Linked DNA regions of Mus musculus: region 2 is linked to region 1. The links are chromatin contacts, called in public Hi-C maps. All regions are on one chromosome and are shown on one strand. Each heading gives the region's core, a stretch centred on a gene start, on an enhancer-like site or on the middle of the called end of the contact. The rest is flanking DNA. Distances are from core to core; before and after follow the strand shown. Region 1 overlaps Lrmda (leucine rich melanocyte differentiation associated). Region 2 overlaps Gm10248 (predicted gene 10248).

Region 1 (3,156 bases), core at 324-2,823:
TCCTAGCCCACAAGGGTGGCTATTCTCTAAGCCCTCCTGGTACCCCATGTTCTTAAAGAGACATTTGCTATTCTGCCTACATCTACCATGCCAGGGTGATGTGGTGATGGTTGGCTCTCTAAGCTGTCTGGGGATGCCCGAAAAAGGATTATCCTTCAGGAATATTCCTTTGTTCTATGGGGAAAGCCTGGTTCCTAGTATTTATACCCCTTCCACCCAAGCTTTGACTATCTCTCCCAGCAATCCTGGCTCTCTTCTCTCCATCCTTTTCTTGGTAAGGAAGAGTTTGCCTGAAGACACTCTTTCTATGGACAAAAGGTACAGGCCACTGACTAACTCTGTCTCAAGAATGAAACAAAGTAACAAATAGACACAGAAACAGTGTGGATGATCAGATATAGGATTACAGGCTCTGAGGCAGTTCTCTGTCCTCTGCAATCACAGATATGCACATGCTCCTGTCAAGGAATACACCCGTCCGCGCATGCATACACACACACACACACACACACACACACACACACACACACACATACAGGTATGCACGCATGCACACATGCACACACTCACACACACACATGCATACATGCACACATGCATGCACACACAGAGGCCACACAAAGCAGTGTAAATATGTGTGTGTATGTGTGTGATGGGCTTGTCCTTAATATTTTTCAAACCATATTTTCTTACCAGGCCCTTTTCTAGTTCAGAGTCTCCTCTGCAGGAGGGGCCTGCCAGGAAGGTAAGGTTTAACTAGGCACCCCTCCAAACTTTTGAAAAAAAACGACTTGCTTTGGCTTTCCCATTGTAGCTTTCCATGCAGAGACTGCCTCAACTTTCCAGAAAACCTTTCATGGGCTTCTTGGGGGTGTCTCTATTGAGGGGACTAGCAAAAGCCAAAAGTTATTTGCAAGGCAGAGGGATTTCTCAGTCTGTCTTTACTACAAGTTCTGATGTCTTCCAGTTGATGAGTTCCAGTTTCTTTGTGCTTACTGTCAGGGCCTGCATTTAGAGGTGTTTAGCTTAGGCTATCATCACAGGCTACAAACAAGTGACTGAGATGGAAGTTAATCCTTCAACATTTTGAGCATTGGAGTACATTCTTGTGCCTTGTACCTTGTACCTATATGTTTGTGGGAGGGTAGCAGTGTGAACACAGCACGGTATGCTTCTAACCTCCAGGCGCCTGGATGGAAAAGCATCTCTGTGGAAGAACTTGTGCTTTCAGTCTTCTTAGGTCATGGATATAAATGGATGGCAGCTGCCAGCAGAGTGATTTAGGACTGACACTCCCAGCTAAAGGAAGCCTGGCACATTCTAGACCTACAGACCACTGGGTACAGGGCACCTTAGTATATTTAGCAAATGAGATTGCAAGGCACAGGGAAAAAGGCTGAGTGGGAGGGGAGAAAGAACATTCTCTGGCCAGAAACTTGCTGAACTTTGAGGCCAGGGACCGGAGGCTTTGCAGAGGTGGAGAGAGACGTTCCCTGGCTTGTCCTAGACAAATAAATCATGGCTGGGGAGCTCGACCAAAGGCCAATTATGTGGAGTGTTTTCTTGGAAAATCCTCTCCTAGACCACGTAAATCATCCCTAGCATCGGTGAACATTCAGATCTGCCTGGGGGCAGGGTGAGATGGCATGTCGGTGCACCCCTGTGTCAGGTGGAGGAATTACATATGGGTGATAGTTCAGGCAGGCTTGGGTACCAGATGTCTCTTCCAGGGAAACTATATAGAGCAAAGATATCTTCTCTCATGTTGGACTTGTAGGCCTGAGGCTGCTGATCAGAGTTTGCTACTTGCTTTGTGACCTTCAGATCATCTACCGAGGATATGGTATTATCTCTGAGGTTCCCAGGGGTGGTGATGTTTTATGTATTATCTTCTTGGGCTCTGGCGGAAAGAGGCTATTGCCTCTGGTATGCTCAATTGAAGACTGAGTGTCCAAAGGGCATCAAAAATTCCCAGACGTCCCAGAAAGTTCAGTCACACATAATCATTTCAGGATGGTGTTTTGGTTCTCATGAGCCCTCGTACCTGCATAGATAAATGGATACCCTGAGCCTACTGAGAAAACAAGTTATGAGGATCACCAGAAGGTTCTGGTTTGCTATGTGAAAGGCTTCATGTGGTAGATGACATCAGGACATGTCGCCTCACTTTGCAGGTCAGAAACAGAACCCATAGGCCCGAATACAGAGGTCTCAAAGGGAAGATGCGCCAGCAGTCCTTACGCTTCTATTACTCAATGATGCTAACTTTGATTCCCTCCATATTTGAAAGTCCAACAAAAACTCTTTGACCACAAGAACTGACACATAGTGGCTCCTAAGCCTGATAGAGACAGGAATGATCCATTGATGCTATACTGTAGCAGAGCTGTTTGACAGCAAAATCATGACAGAGAGGACAGGATGTCTTATTTTACCCATTTCTCCTTCATCTTCTCTCTCTGAAACAGAAAGGGGTAGCTATAGGTCCCCAAGCAAGGGACATTCTCTCCCTAGAGGAGCTTCCTATTCTTTGCAGAGCTTTGTCCCTTCAATCCAGGAGGGAGTCCATTAGAATTTGTCTGCTCTTTAGAAGAACTGTATCTTGAGATTTGAGGGTAGGAATTTAATAAGCAGTAAGTCCCCGAGGGAAAGTAATAAGAGTTAGAAGCCAAAACACAATATCTGAATGGAAATACAGGCAGGAGGAGACTCAGAACCTAAAAATAAGAGGGATGTCTGGTAGGCATCTACTTTAATTCATAATTCCTTTTTTTTGTAGATGGCCAGTCAGTCAGTATCTTGCAGATCTATTGTTGGTGACCTAAAGTAAACCTCTTCTGAATGTATTGATCATTTCAAAGTCAATAAAATAATTCTTCCATCATCTTAAAATATCCTCCTTCACCTGAGCACCAAGAGCCTCTTCTTTTTTCCTATGTTTTAGGACTCAATGCTCAGCTATTGCTTATTGGTGAGCCTGTTGACCCTGTCTCTGTCTGTTGAATACGGTGGGGGTCCATTCTTAATCTTTGGTTCTTTTTCTAGACAGCCCAGTTCTTCTCAATGAAAGCACAGAGTGCAATAATTCTACCACCCCTAGGATTGGCTCAAAATGTACCAAATGTTTAGTGTCTATTCCTTGGATATTATTATACA
Region 2 (3,011 bases), core at 20-2,519, 430 kb after region 1:
ATCATCCACCTCCCTTAGACTGAGTGGTCACAGAGAGATTGACATGATTGCCCTTAAGCAGGTCTCATCCACCAGGGTGACAGACAGCAGCGGCACAGCACTGGGGCTGACAGCCAGAACACCATGACAGATTGCCTGGTCTCTCCATTGCTCACAGGGGAACAGGGGTCACACCTGGGGCCTCCTCAGGCTTGCTCACTGGCTGTGGTATAGTGATAGAGGCTCTCCTGGGCTTGCCTTCTAAGTCAAGTCCACAGATATCACTGTGCCTTGGGCTTATTTTCAGTGGAGTAGCCAACAGTACAGAAGAAGGGCACATACTCTTTATTCTTTCAGTCTGCATAGTAGGCATTATATCAGGTAATCCATAAACATTGTCTTTTATCATTGGCAATGTGTTTCCATCCATAATCCTTCAAAGGACACAACTTCTCAGGCAAGTCATGTATTGATATGTAGCTTCATAGCACAATTCCTGAATTTCCCCAAATCCCTGACTACAAAAGCATTTTGTTGTTGTTGTTGTTGTTGTTGTTGTTGTTGTTGTTGTTGTTGTTGTTCAAAATCCACTTGTCCTGAAGAAGACCCAGGGTTAGGCATCTTTCCTGTCAAAGGTTTAGCAACACCAGAGATTCTCCTTTGGCTTTTACCATATAGGTTCAGCAATGCCTATGGCCATATTTACCCTAAAAGGACAGGCTGCCAAGTCCTTTGGATTCTATGTAAATGTAGTGAGATGAAAGATGGGGTGATGGGCCAGGAGATTAGAAAACAAATGGGAGATTGTAGAAACTATCTAGCAGACCAAACAGGTTTGATAAAACAAACACCTTTAAGGTTTTCTGTTTCTCTCAGAAGACCCATGGCTAATGAGACATGAATAGATCTTTCTTTATCTTTGGTCATTTGCTGGCACTGACAGGAAAGCAAGCACAACCATGTTAGCCAGAGGGCTGCCATTTTGTCTACAACTGTCCCAGTCAAGCCACTCTAGAAGGCATCTGAAAGTCTTCTTGCACTTGACATACTGTCAAGGTATGCTTCAATAGTATACTGTGTGTTCATTTCCCTGGGTGTCCTAGCTAAGATAGCAGATCCTCCAAGAATCCCTCCAAGTTATAGACAGCAAGAGAGTTGCTAATGGAGAGTCAGTTATTGGGTCCTCAGACTCTCTGAGCTGCTGGAGAAGGACCGTCTTTCTCAGATCTAGTCTGTTTACATAGCTTCTGCCATACTGAGTGAGCCGGGTCTTGGAATAACTCATATTCAGGCTGACAGGAGTCCTGCATGGAGATTTCACAACCTCCATTCATCAGATGTTGGGAGCAGCTAATGCTAAAGTCCCCGAGACCATTAATAACTAAAGATTATACAACCCACTCATAACCCCGGTTGAGTACCTTCTCCTGTTTGATCTATACAACAGCACTGAGAGCTAATGGTTTGCATTCACATCATCAGGTCCCACCTTGCCTCTTTGTTTAGAGGCATTAGAACCTTCGGTCCATTGCATATTATGAGAAGCAAGGCTCTGTGCAAGGGCAGTGAGACTAGTCTGATGTCACAGCCAATCTAACAGCACATATATCCCTGTCTTCATAAAAGGCTTTAACCCTGCCTCAAACAATAAAAAAGCACTTGTGAACTGACCACAGAATTTTTCCATCTTTATTTTTCTTACTTGTTTACTTTTCTTAATGTCAGAACCATTTGTATCACGGGGAGGAATGTCTCCCTCAATGTGAGCTTTGGAGGCAAAAAAGAAAAAAAATTGGAGTGAGTTATTGACCACACTCTTTCCCTCTCTTTGGGCTGTTTGTTTTCTTCCAGAATGGTGTAATAACTTCAATTAAGATTAGCTTTAATTATAACTTGCGTAAAGGCCATCCTGGCAGTATATTCATCTTCGTGGTGGAATTAAAGTGAGTTTTGCTTATCCTAAGTAGGGATGATAGTAATGAATTAACATTGGGTTGTGTACAATTCTGTTGTTTGTTGAGCAAGATCTGCCTTTCTAGAACTGGACTCTCATCTGAATTGGCAGGGGAGAAAGCCCTGAGCCTTGTTTATCTAAAATCTGTAGGAATTTCCCAAACCATGTTTGCAAAGTAGGAAATTACAAGGCAGTAAATTCATCTGAAACCCAGACATGCCTCATCCTCCCCTTTGCACCTGTTTGTCTTCCTTTTGCTGGGCTCCACACAGCTTGTTCTTTGGGGAGCATTCCCAGACAACCTGATTTCCCCTTCCCAGGACACTGGTCTGAGTGCAGAGAACTTGGAGATTCATGGAATGCTGGAGCTCCCTGTTGCTTCAGCAAAGTCCGGGAGATTACTTTTTTCCTAACTAACAAAATTTTATAGAACAATTTGTTCCTCGGGGAGTACTGCTTTAGATTGTGGGAAATCCTATTAAAAGTGCTATAGCAATCATTTGCTCTTACCTTTACCAGCCCTGCTCATAAACCCTCCATCTGTTTGTTGCTTTAAATAGAAGCACATTACAAAAGATGATCACTAAATCAGGCTGCATGTCTCCGTGTTGTAGGTTTTCACATACTCATGTGTACTAAGGAATAAAAGAAAGCAAACTACAGAGTAAATGAAAGTGTGGTGTGTGTGTGTGTGTGTGTGTGTGTTTCTTACAAAGCTATATCTTTACCACTTCAAAGGGAACCATTTTTCATGCTCTTTCTAAGAAATAGCTTTCTTAGTTAATATGTAGAATACAAACAATCTATGTGGCTCTTTCTGTCATAACCTCAACAAGACCCACAACGTGCTACTTCCAAGGGCAACCTATGTCAGATATGTGTCACTGCCTGATGCCCAGGGGAAATGCTACAGGGCTCACTGTGACTCTTGCTTGTTGCCCATCTGGTGCAGTTCATCCGATGTGACCTTCACTACTTGCTTATTCCAGTTTTGTTTCCAAGAAACCACCTTCACTGAAGAAGAATGTTACCATTAGTTAACTCTGGTGTCTCTAATTTGTGTGGGTAAAGTATTATA

What was found. A called contact is a pair of places that touch in the nucleus more often than the background predicts.
Region 2: a contact with region 1 is called in a Hi-C map of uterus, with 2.8 times the contacts expected there. The contact joins two enhancer-like sites. A contact is called at or near these places in 4 of 484 Hi-C or Micro-C datasets (3T3-L1-derived adipocytes, the C2C12 cell line, nephron progenitors and 1 more).

The regions. Positions count from the first base shown.
Region 1 is chr14:22,626,153-22,629,308 of GRCm38.p6, forward strand. The region is part of intron 5 of Lrmda (leucine rich melanocyte differentiation associated); the gene reads left to right. Among named protein-coding and RNA genes, the nearest start is that of 4930405A10Rik, 85 kb to the left of the region's middle. Within about 2 kb of position 1,574, at least 10 of the 459 cell types and tissues checked have an H3K27ac peak or open chromatin away from gene starts, as enhancers often do. A contact at or near this core is called in uterus, where this site is marked.
Region 2 is chr14:23,056,177-23,059,187 of GRCm38.p6, forward strand. All of the region lies in intron 2 of Gm10248 (predicted gene 10248), which reads right to left. Among named protein-coding and RNA genes, the nearest start is that of Gm10248, 37 kb to the right of the region's middle. Within about 2 kb of position 1,270, at least 5 of the 459 cell types and tissues checked have an H3K27ac peak or open chromatin away from gene starts, as enhancers often do. A contact at or near this core is called in uterus, where this site is marked.